Linked DNA regions of Mus musculus: region 2 is linked to region 1. Evidence: chromatin contacts called from public Hi-C data. All regions are on one chromosome and are shown on one strand. The core of a region is the stretch at or near the end of the contact, and the rest is flanking DNA. Distances in the headings are between cores, read along the strand shown. Region 1 overlaps St3gal5 (ST3 beta-galactoside alpha-2,3-sialyltransferase 5). Region 2 overlaps Atoh8 (atonal bHLH transcription factor 8).

What was found. A called contact is a pair of places that touch in the nucleus more often than the background predicts.
Region 2: a Hi-C map of liver shows a contact between it and region 1, with 2.6 times the contacts expected there. The contact joins two enhancer-like sites. A contact is called at or near these places in 3 of 39 promoter capture datasets (embryonic stem cells and pre-B cells), 1 of 484 Hi-C or Micro-C datasets (liver), 2 of 115 datasets of contacts at active chromatin or transcription factors (embryonic stem cells and pancreatic cancer cells) and 3 of 9 other capture datasets (adipose tissue, embryonic stem cells and pancreatic islet).

The regions. Positions count from the first base shown.
Region 1 is chr6:72,134,773-72,141,518 of GRCm38.p6, forward strand. All of the region lies in intron 3 of St3gal5 (ST3 beta-galactoside alpha-2,3-sialyltransferase 5), which reads left to right. Among named protein-coding and RNA genes, the nearest start is that of 4933431G14Rik, 15 kb to the left of the region's middle. Within about 2 kb of position 5,434, at least 119 of the 459 cell types and tissues checked have an H3K27ac peak or open chromatin away from gene starts, as enhancers often do. A contact at or near this core is called in liver, where this site is marked.
Region 2 is chr6:72,222,433-72,229,461 of GRCm38.p6, forward strand. It overlaps Atoh8 (atonal bHLH transcription factor 8), which reads right to left. Exons shown (of 3, transcript NM_153778.3): 2 at 1,310-1,501. Among named protein-coding and RNA genes, the nearest start is that of Gm52906, 5.7 kb to the right of the region's middle. Within about 2 kb of position 5,704, at least 17 of the 459 cell types and tissues checked have an H3K27ac peak or open chromatin away from gene starts, as enhancers often do. A contact at or near this core is called in liver, where this site is marked.

The sequences.
Region 1 (6,746 bases), core at 4,184-6,683:
CGACTAGCAACCAGACTGCAGGAGGAAAGGCTGAGATCTTCCGTTTGCCACACACTCTCTCATATTAATTGATGTGAGTATATTACCAGTCTGTCTGAACTGTAAATTATTTGTGAGTGGAATTGAGTTCATACAATTCCTGAGAGTCTAAGTAAAGGCTCTTAGGAGATCTTTTCTCTCGCCTGTTGTCTGTTTCTGTTTTATCTTTGCCTCAGGCATGCCCTGTGATTGCACAGCAGAATTTCTAAAAACAGAACCTGCTGAGTCACACCTCAGACTCTTGGTCTCTCATTATCTTTGGAAGCATGTGGAGACCCGTTCCTCCACCTGTGGGGGGCTTCATGGCCCGTGGTCCCACTTCCCTCCGCCCCACATCATCTAGCACTGCCCGTGTTGGGTGCACTGGGTGGAACTGCTTTCATTCCCTCTCAGCCTCATTCTTTCTGACCACTTTATTGACATATAATTCACACATCATAAAATTCACTGTTTAAAGCGTGTGGTGCACAGTCTTCCATGCATTTACAAAGCTGTGTTGCATGACAGTGTGTGTACAGAGCCTTTTCATCATCCCCCAAAGAAACTCCAGGACTCTTAGCAGTCACTCCCTACCCCAGGCAACCATGAATCCCTTTCTGCCTCCAAGGCTGTTGCCTGTTTCCTGTAAATACAGCCCACCGTCTTCTGTTGCTGGCTTGTGCACCTAGCATAATGCGTTCCTTTTTCCGGCTGAAAGCTAACACTGGCACTGGGCATAAAGGACCCACAGTGGTGTCCCAGCACCAGAGGATGAGGCAGTGACTGGGGTTAGTGTACACTGTGGAGCAAGACCCTGTTTTAAAACTAAGCAACAACAAAACCCTCAGGGGCGAATCCTGGAGAAGGTTTGCTATAGCTCTCCCTTGTGGAAGGGAAGCTAAGGGACTGTTATGTGCGCATCATCCCTGGAAGCCTGCAAGAGTCCTGGTACAGAACTGGAGGCAAGGTGCCCTGTGTTCTATGTGGCTCAGGCTCACCTTAAACACGCAGTAGCTCTCTTAACATCTTTTTTCAAACATTTCCTTTATGTATGTGTGTCTGTGGGTGAGTACTGCCACAGCATGCACATAGAGGTCATAGGACAACTTACAGGAATTGCTGCTTCTCACCGTGTGGGTTCTGAGGGATGGGGGAGCATGTTTACCCGCTCAGGCATCTCACTGCACCCCACCTTCTGAAAAACAAAACAAAAAACAGCAGCAACATCAGAAACAGTTTTCACCCTTATACATTGCCCCACATTTCAGAAAGGTATTGGTAAGATGTCACCCTCTGCTGTGTGCAGCGTATCATGGAGGGCCTGGGGTGAGGCTCAGCAGGAATTGAAATGGAAAAGGGCACAGAGGGGAGGTCCTTAAAACCACAGCAGACAGCACACTAGTTTGTTATCTCTGGTACACCGTGGACTGGGATTGCAGATGTGCGCTACACATCTGGCTTTACATGTGGGTGGATTTGAATGATTGTACATGTGTAGTCTCAGAAGTGAACCCCGCTAGCTTCATTGGTCATGTCCAGCATCTGGAAGCATGAACGGCACCCTGTCCTATCCTATAAGATACTAGTGTTCCTAGTTGCACCCAGTCCAGCTGTCATTCATTCCACAGGGGAGGGAGAACAGCTGCCAAGTTGTGGAGTTTATGATTTTTTTTTTAATTTAAAAATGTCCATTAACATGCCAGTTCTTAACAAGACCAATGGTAGTCTCTGAAGAGAGGTTTAAACACATTGAAAGTGTGTCTGAGATCCAAAATTGTGCTTAAAAGATACTTGAGAAGAGACTGGCATATTGTGTCAATTTAGGCTTGGTCTGAGTGGTGGCAGCAGCAATTTGAACTTGGCCCACTCTTCTTTCTGAGAGCTGAAGACCACAGGTCACCCTGAGGACAGCATTCCGTGCAGCATAGTTAATTGGGACCCAACACTCAGCTCTTCCGGCCTCGCGGTCCTCCCTTTACCATGCTGCTCACAGTGAGCGGGCTCGCCCTGCATAGCTGGTCTTTGATCCGAGGCGGCAGCACTTGCACACATCTCTGCTGTGCTTGCTACCACCCCACTTTCTACAGACTACCCCACAACGTGTCAGAGGTTAAAAAAAAGCCACGACTCCATCCTCCACCCAGCATCCACTGCTTTAACGGAGATGTTACTAGTTAAGTAGATCTGCAGCTGCCAGCCTTTCTGTCTCCACAGTTGATAGACATGAAATCACACAGTAGGACTTAATCCTTTAGAGCACTCTACACCGTTCTCAGCGTAATTCAGTTTGGGGCTTTCTGTCACACTGCTCAATTCCTGCAGAGCCCTTTCTCAACTGATTCCACACAGAGCCCACATCCACTACGGCAGTGAGGGTTCACTGTGGCGTCTGCCCCATGAGTATTATCCTTAAATTCTGACTGCTTTTAATCACCAGAAGGCTGAGAACTTTGCTCTCACTTGTGGCAGCCACTAGGCAAAGGGAGGAAGAGACCAGTGTGCAGTTACAGATGTGAAAACTATGTGTGTTTCTATAATAACTGGTCCCCAGATACCAGGAGCTATGACTGTGTTAAGCTCTTTCCTGTATTTAGTTAACTCAAAGTTCATTGACCTAAATTCTCTCCTCTCCTGAAACTATAAAGTCGGTATGTAATGGGGATAGAGCTTCATGTGGACTTGAAAGTCTGCCACTTGTTTGTATGTCTAAGAAACATGACCCCGAAGCCAGGGAGTGGAAATGGCAGTGCTGCTGAGGAGGTCAGCTTGCCCTTAATGCCCTTCAGTGGATATTCCTGTTGTGATGGCCCATGGTAAATTATCACATCAGTGACAGCTGGACCTTCAAGATGTCTTTATTCTTCATTGCTGGTGGCCTGCAGCTCAACCTGGATCACGTTTGTCTTAGTCAGGGTTTCTATTCCTGCACAAACCTCAGGACCAAGAAACAAGTTGGGGAGGAAAGGGTTTATTCGGCTTACACTTCCATACTGCTGTTCATCACCAAGGAAGCCAGGACTGGAACTCAAGCAGGTCAGGAAGCAGGAGCTGATGCAGAGGCCATGGAGGGATGTTCTTTACTGGCTTGCCTCACCTGGCTTGCTCAGCCTGCTTTCTTATAGAACCCAAGACTACCAGCCCAGAGATGGTCCCACCCACAAGGGGCCTTTCCCCCTTGATCACTAATTGAGAAAATGCCTTACAGTTGTATCTCATGGAGGCATTTCCTCAACTGAAGCTCCTTTCTCTATGATAACTCCAGCTGTGTCAAGTTGACACAAAACTAGCCAGTACAATTGACCCCTTGTCAACTTGACACACAAAAACATCACTAGTAAGCCTCAACCCTTACAATCTTATTCATCCCCAAGATCTAAATAACTTTAAAAGTCCCACAGTCTTTACATATTCTTAAAATTTCAATCTCTTTAAAATATCCATCTCTCTTAAAATCCAAAGACTTTTTACAATTAAAAGTCTCTTAACTGTGGGCTCCACTAAAACAGTTTCTTCCTTCAAGAGGGAAAATATCAGGGCACAGTCACAATCAAAAGCAAAAGTCAATCTCCAACCGTCCAATGTCTGGGATCCAACTCACGATCTTCTGGGCTCCTCCAAGGGCTTGGGTCACTTCTCCAGCCATGCCCTTTGTAGCACACGCGTCATCCTCTAGGCTCCAGATGCCTGTAATCCACTGCTGCTGCTGCTCTTGGTGGTCATCTCATGGTACTGGCATCTCCAAAACACTGCATGACCCCTTCAGTCCTGGGCCATCAATTGCAACTGAGGCTGCACTTTCACCAATGGCCTTCCATGGCCTCTCACAGTGCCAAGCCTCAGCTGCTCTGCTCAACTCCTTCATGCCTTCAAAACCAGTACCACCTGGGTGACCCTTACACATTACCAAGTCCAGCCACAGCACAATGTACAACTTTGGCTATATCTGGAACACAGCCACTGTGCTCTCAGAAAACACTTCCCAGAAAATGTCACCTCAATGATGCTGGTCTCTTCTTAATCACCGCTAATTTCTTAGCTCCAGCTAACCAGCATCAATAGTCCCAGTAATGCAAAGTTTTTGCTTTAGTAGTTCTGGTATCTTGTTAATCACAGCTGATTCTTCAGCCCCAGCTAACCAGAACTACAGAATCTTCACAATCAAAACAGGAATGGCCCTGAAAAGAGTCTTTAATTTTCCCTCTGAAATTTCACAAGCCAGGCCTCCATCTTCTGCACTGTTCTCAACATTATCTTCCAAGCTCCTACAAAACATCTGACAGAGCTCTTAACAACGAATGGATCTTCAAGCCCAAAATTCCAAAGTCCTTCCACAGACCTCCCCAAAACATGGTCAGGTTGTCACAGGAATACCCCACTCTGCTGGTACCAATTTGTCTTAGTCAGGGTTTCTATTCCTGCACAAACCTCAGGACCAAGAAACAAGTTGGGGAGGAAAGGGTTTATTCGGCTTACACTTCCATACTGCTGTTCATCACCAAGGAAGCCAGGACTGGAACTCAAGCAGGTCAGGAAGCAGGAGCTGATGCAGAGGCCATGGAGGGATGTTCTTTACTGGCTTGCCTCACCTGGCTTGCTCAGCCTGCTTTCTTATAGAACCCAAGACTACCAGCCCAGAGATGGTCCCACCCACAAGGGGCCTTTCCCCCTTGATCACTAATTGAGAAAATGCCTTACAGTTGTATCTCATGGAGGCATTTCCTCAACTGAAGCTCCTTTCTCTATGATAACTCCAGCTGTGTCAAGTTGACACAAAACTAGCCAGTACAACGTTGAAGAGCTAAAGCCTTTATTTCCACCCCTAGATTTGACACAGCATCTTGTTTCTTAAAAGAGGAACATCAGCTCTCTGGATCTCAGAGCCGCCAGGATGGCGCCTCCCAGTCAGCCCTCCTCCACTTGGCTGCCATGGTCCGGAACCCCTGCTTCCTCTGAGCACCCCAGTTCCTTAAAGTGAACTGTCCCACCTTTTTTTAAAGCTGTGAACCCCATGTAGGGAAAAGAGAAGAGGCCCCAAAGTGCACTGTAGTTAGCAAAAGTTGCCCTGTGATGGCAGGCACCTTCAGAGCTCAGCACATCTTTAAACATGTGGAACCAGGCTCACAGTGTTCTCACTCTCTCCAGTGCTGTTAGCTGCGCTCGCTCCCTCAGGTCCCCAGCCCCAGCCCTGAGACAGGCAGGGTTACTACAGAGGGTGACAGCTGGGCCTTGGGCTCTGCTCACAATACAGTAGATTAAATGAGATGAATGCTTTCCCAGGACAGGGAATGGAATGAAATTTCACTCCTCTCCAAAGGAAACTTCTAAAGAAAAGATTTGGCAGCACAGGAGAGCTGCGCGCACACTTCCAGCATCCTTCCCTGGGCCTCCTTTGGCACGCTGCAGGTGTCCCTTTGGATCCTAGGTGACTTGGGAAAACATGTACTGGGCATGAATCCTAGGGGTGAACTGGGTTTCAGGAGCTCCAAAAATGGCTGTCTATGACCACGAGACCTGGAGACTAGAGCGATGAGTAAAGTCAGTGGCAGGACCCTTCTGTTTGCCACCCTCCCCCCAGGCTGGGATAAGGCCCCATGAAGGGCCGAGCCTCGCCTGCTTAGTGTTTGTGAGGACTCCGGGCCATGATAGGTTCCTTGCTTGGTGTTCCGACTGACCCCTCAGGAAGATGTCAGTGCTTGTGTGAGCTGCTGGTGTGTGGAGTAACTTCCTTTTCCATAGGCGTAGAAGCTGCTGTTTCGGGCCTTGGCACGTGAGCAGCCCTGATTCATTCTCCTGGGTGTGACACCTTGAAACCACAAAGGGAACTCACTGGTGACCTTATCTTCGGGTGCCACAGGGGGTGCAAGGCTGTGAAACCATTAGTCAGTTCCCCTTTACCAAAAGGAGGTAAATTCCCCAAATGCACACACACAGGCCTCTCTGTGTAGCCCTGGCTGGCCTGGAGCTCACTCTGGAGACCTTTGCAAGGCTACACTTTAAAAATATTTTTAAAGGTTTTTCTACTGAGATGAGGGAAATGTTTCCGTCGAAAGTATATTTTGTAAAAATCAGATAATGGCTGGTGAAGTGGCTCCAAGTGTAAAAAGCACCTGCTGCCAAGACCAACAACCAGTTCCTCCCTTAGCCCCACTCGGAGGAAGGGGAAAACTGGCTCCCATAGGTTGGCCTCAGATACCCCACACACACATGAACACTAACACATGCACACACCAGGCACACACACCCACTCACATACACATACACAGAATGAAGTGTAACAAAAAATTAGAGTAAAAATAACAAGACCGAGGAAAACCAGCTGAGGTCATGTTTATGACTACAACAGCTAGAATCTCCATGATACACTGACAGGTTTGAAGACAAGATACAGTCTTAAAAGTAGGTATCCTGTGACCTACAGGAGCCTGTGCCACACATCTGCACGGACTCGTGTGCACACAAGAGAAAACTGCCCCGGGGGAGGGGGGGAGCGGGGGGAGCTGTCGGACACAAAGATGGGAAGCACACAGCAGGAGCAGCACGTGGGAAGTCTTCTGACTGGGCCTCAGCAGCTGGCCTCGGTAGGAGGACCATCCCTGGGCACGTGCACAGGAACCAGCAAGTTCTGTGAGGTCAGGACACTTGTTCTCTGATAACACTGAAGGTCATTGTCTCCCAGACGGCACAAAGCCATAGAACAAAATTTACCATCTTAGCCAGTCCTGAGGGCC
Region 2 (7,029 bases), core at 4,454-6,953, 88 kb after region 1:
CAGCTGAATGCCAGGGGAGTTCACCAAGAGTTTACCAACCTCCTTTGTCACAGAGCACGCGGCGTGGAGCCATCAATCTCGCCTTCATTTACCCATGTCACTCTCCCAAAGAAAGCAGGAAAGCTGGCCCCGGAGTGGCCGGTGGCGCTTCCTCTCTCACCCACTTGATGAGGGCCTCTCCTAATTGGCCCTGCTAAATCACTCCCAGGAATGCACTGTGCAATTAGGGCTGGTAGCACCCCCTGAGGAGGGCCTCCCTGGCTGGGGCCTCAGTGGCCTCGGGGAAATCAGGGCAAGCTATAGGTTCCCTGGGGGAGGGGCAGGCCAAAAGGATGGAAGCAGGGAAGGATTGGATGAAGGGCACCAGAGTTCCCAGGACCTCTTGAGCATCTCAGACAGACTGCATCCCACTGTCTTTCTCCATGCACTTCAGGGGAACAGATCCAGAGAGCTACAGCCACTCTGCTAAGTACTAGACCCTGATTGGGTATTTGGAAGCACCAAGCGTATAGGAAACTATGGTTGTGCCCAACCCTTTTTCTCCTCCACAAATTTCCTTAAATGTATCAGGCTTAATGCAGGCTGTCTGCTCCACCCACCTCCAGTGATGTCCCCGCTCCATCCGCCTGGCAGCCTCTTAGCTGTCCCACTGGTCCCAGCCCAAATGCCACTTCCAACAAGATGTTCTGCCCAGCTCCCCTGGGCAGGAGAATTACTGTGAATCTTCCATCTGGCCTTTCCACACCCCAGGAGAGGCCACACTATCCCTTCCGCTTGGTCGTACAGGATAGCTTTCTGACCACCCTATCAATACTGCGTGGCAAGTTCATACCCCTGCCCAACTTTCTCAGGGAATCTCTCCCTACTGAATAAATGAATAGATATCATCCTTTGCCCTCATGCACAGCTTCATAAGACTCCCCAGACAAAACCACATTCCCCAAACCCACAGATAGCCTCTCCTGGGCTACCACCTATTTGGGGACATCTCATCCTGACAGAACATCTGTCAGGGCCACACGGATCATTTAAGCCTCACATCACATAGGAACAGGAAGGGCTTCAAAGATGGACCATTTCCTCATTTAAGGAAAAAGCAAACCCAAACCTGGAAACTCCAGGATATCGAAGGTCACCCGGCAGCTTTATGCTCACGATCCCACCCATGACCCCTGGGATGTGAGGATTCCTGGGTCTGAGGTGTCTACCGGAACATTCCAAGAGGCTGGTCTCTCTGGCCTCTTGGGCATATCTCCCTCCCCGTGTCCCCGACCCCCCCTAAGGTTGCTGCCCCAGTGCGGGTGAGTACCTTCCGTTTCTTGGCTCGCCCTTCTGCCTGCAGGGTGCGGGTGCAGCGCTGCACACACTCGGAGAAGCTGAGGTTGCTGTGGTCGGCACTGTAGTCCAGGTCAGCCAGCCGTGCCAGGGACAAGATGTAGTTACAGGCAATCCTCAGGATGGCCAGTTTGGAGAGCTTCTGCCCATAGGAGTAGCACGGCACCTGAGAATGCAGGGAGAGGGCATGAGAACAGCTGCAGGGGCCTCTGTGTGGAACATCACCCCTCCACTCCCACCTCGGCTGGCAGGGCAGCCTATCTAGTGTGTGTCTGGGCACACCTGACTTTACGACCTCTAAGCAAGCACCTGAGGTTTACACACCCACATCCTGCTCAGCTATTCCCACACTCGAGGGTGTGTCCAAATTCCCATTTGACAGAGGAGACAATGAGGCTGCACTCACACCCAAGCACCAGCTGTATGTAGTACCACACAGATTTGCACCCTACAGAGCCCTGTCCTCCTGACGCTGGGGGAGGGGCAGACATTCTTTCTACCTCTGAGGCTTCTTTCATACGCTCACTCATTCACTGACACAAATTTAGTTGGATACTTGAGGGCTCAACAATTAAAACACTTTTTTTTTTTTTTTTTGAGATAGATAGGGTCTCACTATGTAGTCCTGGCTGGGCTGAAACTCATGATACAGACCAGGCTGGCCTCTAACTCATCGAGACCTGCCTGCCTCTGCCTCCTGAGTGCTGAGATTAAAAGCATGTGCCACCATACCCTGCAAAAATTTGACTCCTATGGGCCTGGTATTATATACCTATAATCCTAGCACTAGGGAGGCAGAGGCAGAGGCAGAGGCAGGCTGATCTTCGAGCTTGAGACCAGTCTGATCTACATATTGAGTTCCAGGACAACCAGGGCTACACAGAGAAACCCTGCCTCGGAAACCAAACCAAACCATGACTCTTAGCCAAATGTGGAGGTGCACGCCTAGAATCACAGCATTCGGGGAGCTGAGGCAGGAGGACTACTATGAGCTGGAAGCCATCTTCAGCTACATAGTGAGTACCACACTAGCTCGGGCCACAGAACAAAATCCAGCCTGAAAATAGGCCAACAAATAAACAAACTTCAACTCCTACCTTCAAAGAACTTAGACCCAAGAATAATGGCGGAGCTGGAGTGCCGGCTCCGTGGGAAAGACCTCCATGCAAACCTCCCAATCAGAGGCCAAGCCTGGAAATCCATGTCGAGGTGGACAGAGAGAACAGTCTATAAATCAGCCCTCTGCACCCCTCGTGTGCTGGGGCACACACCATGTGCACACATACACTTAGCAATAAAGAATACTTTTTTAAAGATACCCTTCATTCTCTTGGGACCCTGGAGACTTCCAGGGGAACAGGGCAGATACTCAAGACACAAAAACATGATGTTTTCTTCTTTCTTCACTTTCTCTATGCCCTCTAGACCTGGGTTACTGCTGAGCATGGCACGCAACAGGTGGGTGATAAATGCCAACAGCCCCAACTTGATTCACTTGTCTGTGTTGTTAGCAGCTTATCACTCACTAATTGTGGAAGATGGGTAGGGCCTCTGCCTTCCTAGTACTGGTCATCCTACACGTGTGCTATGCGAGCCATCAAAGAGCTAAGACCACAGCACGATGTAACTGAGTGTGGTGTTGTAACACGAATGGAACTCCTTGTAATCTACCTGACAACTATTAACCAATCTACCTGTTCTTTACCTGCATTCTTTATCCAAACAGCTAAAATGTCCCCACTGGCAAGCTCTGGTCCCATCTATGGCTCTTTGGCATCTATACACATCGTCAGTGTCACCCCACCGAGTGTGGGGCCCGCACAGAGCTGCCACAGTCACATTAAGGGAGCACACTCATGGGCCAGGAACTCTTTGAAGCCAGTATTTTGAACAAGGGATGATTCTAACCCTTGAGGGATAGATGGTAAGGTCTGGGGCCATTCCTAGTTGTCACCATAGAGGAGCAGCAGGGTTTGGAAGGAGGTGGCATGCTGCTGAACATCACACCGTGTACAGGACCCTCAATGCTCTCCTCAGCAAAGAAGTCCTAGGCCACAAAGCTCAGTAATAACAAGATTGGCAGCCCCACGTCTGTGGACATTACATCATCCACTTTAACCAGCACTTCACCTAGGAACTCTCTCTGATTTCTCATGCCTGCCCCACACCAAGGAGCAGCCTGTGCCTAACGGTGCTGTAATGGATCTATTGACCTTTAAGTCTCATTTTTGCTCCCACCCTAAGTGTCCAGTATTCCCTCATACATTGGGGGAAGGCTCACAGCTGCAGAGTATAGTCCATGTCTGGCCCAGAGCAGGTTTCAAAAGGGCTGGTTAAATAGGCTATGAGTGAACTAACTCCAGGGTACTTTGAATCTAGTTCTAAAAACATATTTTGGGCACTGGAGTGATGGCACAGCAGTTAAGACAGCACGCTGATCTTGCAGGCAACCAAAATTGTGTTCCCAGCAGCCAAACAGAGCAGCTTACAACTGCCTATTAACTCCAGAAACATGGAACCCCAGGCCCTCTTCTGGCCTCAGACACTGCACTAGTGCACAAACCCACACTCAGACATGTATACTCATAATTAAAAATAAAGTGATAAGGGGTTAGAGAGATGGCCCAGTGGTTAAGGGTACGGACTGGCTGCTCTTCCAGAGAACCTGGGCTTGGGTACTAGCACTCACACAGCAGCTCAAAACTTCCCGTAACTCTAGTTCCAGGGGATCCAATGCCCTCTTTCAACCTCTTTGGGTATCAGGCACTCACGTGCTATGCAGACATATATGCAGGCAAAACACTCATATCCATATAATAAATAAATATTTTATAAGAAGATAAAAGAAAAAAACTGGGCTAAAAATAGTTTAATCAGTATGCCTTGCAAAATGTAGGACCTGAGTTCAATCCTTAGAGCACATGTTAAAAGTGTCCAGCATGGCTGGGCAAGGGTGGTGCATGCCTTTAATCCCAGCACTTGGGAGGCAGAGGCAGGTGGATTTCTGAGTTCGAGGCCAGCCTGGTCTACAAAGTGAGTTCCAAGACAGCCCAGGATACACAGAGAAACCCTGTCTTGAAAAAAAAAAAGTGTCCAGCATGGTAGCATGTGCTTTACAATCTCAGCACTCGGAAGGTAGAATCAGAAGCATTGTGGAGCATGTTAGCTAACCTGCCTGGACTACTTGGTCAGTTCCGGATCAATGAGAGGAGAGAACCTTAACACACACACACACACACACACACACACACACACACACACACACACACAGAGCGAGAGAGGTGCAGTTTTGAACACAAATGCCATCTCTCTGAGGATGAACAAACAACGCATACTTACCTTTGTCTCCTGGGTTCAATGCCTGGCTCTGACTCTGCCCAGCGTACGTCCCAGTGAATGACATATTCACTCAGCCCTTGTACACTGGGCACAAAACTGACCTCACAAGGCAGTGGGGACTCAGTTGATGGCAGGCATTGTACACAGCAAGCCTAGCAGAGGTCAGGAAAATGATGGCATTCAGTATTGCACAAGGTCCTGAGACAGGCTCCAGAGAGGGTGAGAAACCTGGGCACAGATGCTAAGCACCCCTCATCCTGAGCACAGAAGCTAAGCACCCCTAATCCTGAGCACAGAAGCTAAGTACCCCTCATCCTGGACAAAGATGCTAAGTACCCCTCATCCTGGGCACAGAAGCTAAGCACCCCTCATCCTGGGCATGGTAGCTAAGTACCCCTTACTCTATACAAGCCAGGAGTCTAGAAAACCAAGGCACAGGGTCAGGAAAGGCAGCAAAGCAAGCAACTCTCCTGAACCTCCAGCTCCCACCTACGTGCCCACCCCCCACCTACGTGCCCACCCCCCACCTACGTGCCCATCCCCACCTACGTGCCCATCCCCACCTACGTGCCCATCCCCACCTACGTGCCCATTCCCACCTACGTGCCCATCCTCCTTCTCCCCCCCCCGCTCTCCCATCCCCAGCCACAGCACCAAACCCATCCAAGAAAAGCTGGCAGAACAAGGCTATTCGCCTGTTTCCAGTCAGAGTCCAGAAAACCCTGTTATCAGTTTGAACAAACAAACAAGATCTGGGCCAGGGAAGGGGTCTCAGGGTCAGGCCCAGCACCTCTGTGGAGGTAGTGTCTGCCTGCGGGGTGGGGGAATCTGGGAGCACAGGGCTATGTCATTTACAGACCACTCTGGAAATCTCCCTTCAACAGACAACTCTGCACCTGGGCCCCCAAACAGCTGGGCTTCTAGGAGGAAGTGAGAGTTTGAGAAAGGTCTGTGTGCTGGACCCAGACTGGCAGGTGAAGCCAAGGCCAACCCAGGCACACCGTGCCAGGCTCTGGGGCAGTCTGTCCTAGATACGTCACTTTGTGCCACTGCTTGGGTCCAGCTCCTTCCTGGTCAACAAAAGACAACCATGGACAGCCCTTGTCTTTCTAGCATGACCAGCGGCCTTCCACAGCATTGTCCTATCTGAGATCTACCTCAAGTAAAGATGAACGTCCCGTATGCACATGAGGAAAATGGGTGAGTGCCATTCTGAGCCTCAGCTCAGTCAACTGAGCCCTGGGTAGAGCCAGCAGTTTATCTACCCAGCACCCGAGGAAGGCATATTCAACAGGACATTCTGCTACCAGGGTGGACACATGGGGCAACAGTGGCTCTTTCTGATGGCTTGTCCCTTCTTCTCTCCTACCCCAAGGTTGGCTCTTTGTAAGGCTCCTTCAGAGTCTCCTAGTGACAAGGCTAGTTGTTAAGAGTGCCTGCTTAGCATACCTTGATACCCTGTATTCGATCCCCAGCACGGCACCAACCAGGAGAAGTGGAGCACACTTGTAATCCCAGCACATGGGAGATAGAAGCAGGAGGGTCAGAAGTTTGAAATTATCCTCAGCTATGTACTGAGTATGAGGCTAGCCTTGACTACATTAGACCCTGTCACAAACATAAAGCATACATACCAACCAAAACAAACAACAAACACCAAAACCCACAAACCACTACTATGCACTCTCCTAATGCCCACGCAATCTTTGACCCCCAACAGTCCAGCTACACCCTAGCATGGAGACGCCTTGGCCCAGCTGCCACCACAGAGTTCCAGGCACTTGCAGTAGCATAATTTAGAGCAAATCCCTTCAGCTCTCTGAGCCTCTGTTTCCTCCTTGAGAGGGCAGAGACAGCAACCCTTGTGTTCCTCACGGCGTCTTGAGGATATTTATTGGTGTTGCAAAAGGTCCCCAACAGCTGCCTTCTTGAGGCATTCTGAATGCATTAGCTACACCCATCTCTTCAGCAGTGCACTGAGGAAAAGCAATGGTGTCCACTCCACGAAGATGCACTTGTCTCCCAGCTGCGTAGTCTCCCTATGCCTCCAGCTGCAGAGAGATGTGCTGGGTTTTCAAGTCATGGCTCCACCAGGGCTCCTTCCAATTAGCTTAAGGTGGGCATGCATAGCTTTAGATAGTTTTAGGCTAGGGATCCCCAAAGACTCCAAATTTGTACATTACCTCTGTGAGAATCCAGAACAAGTCATGAGCCCCATCCATACCCCATCCAACTGTCTGCACAGGACCCTAACTTGTGAAAGGACTGAAGCTGAAGTAGATATGGCCACCTGTCTCCCACTCCCTACCTGAATTTTCCAGCTTCTGGAATGCTAAAGTCACCTCCCTCAGATTC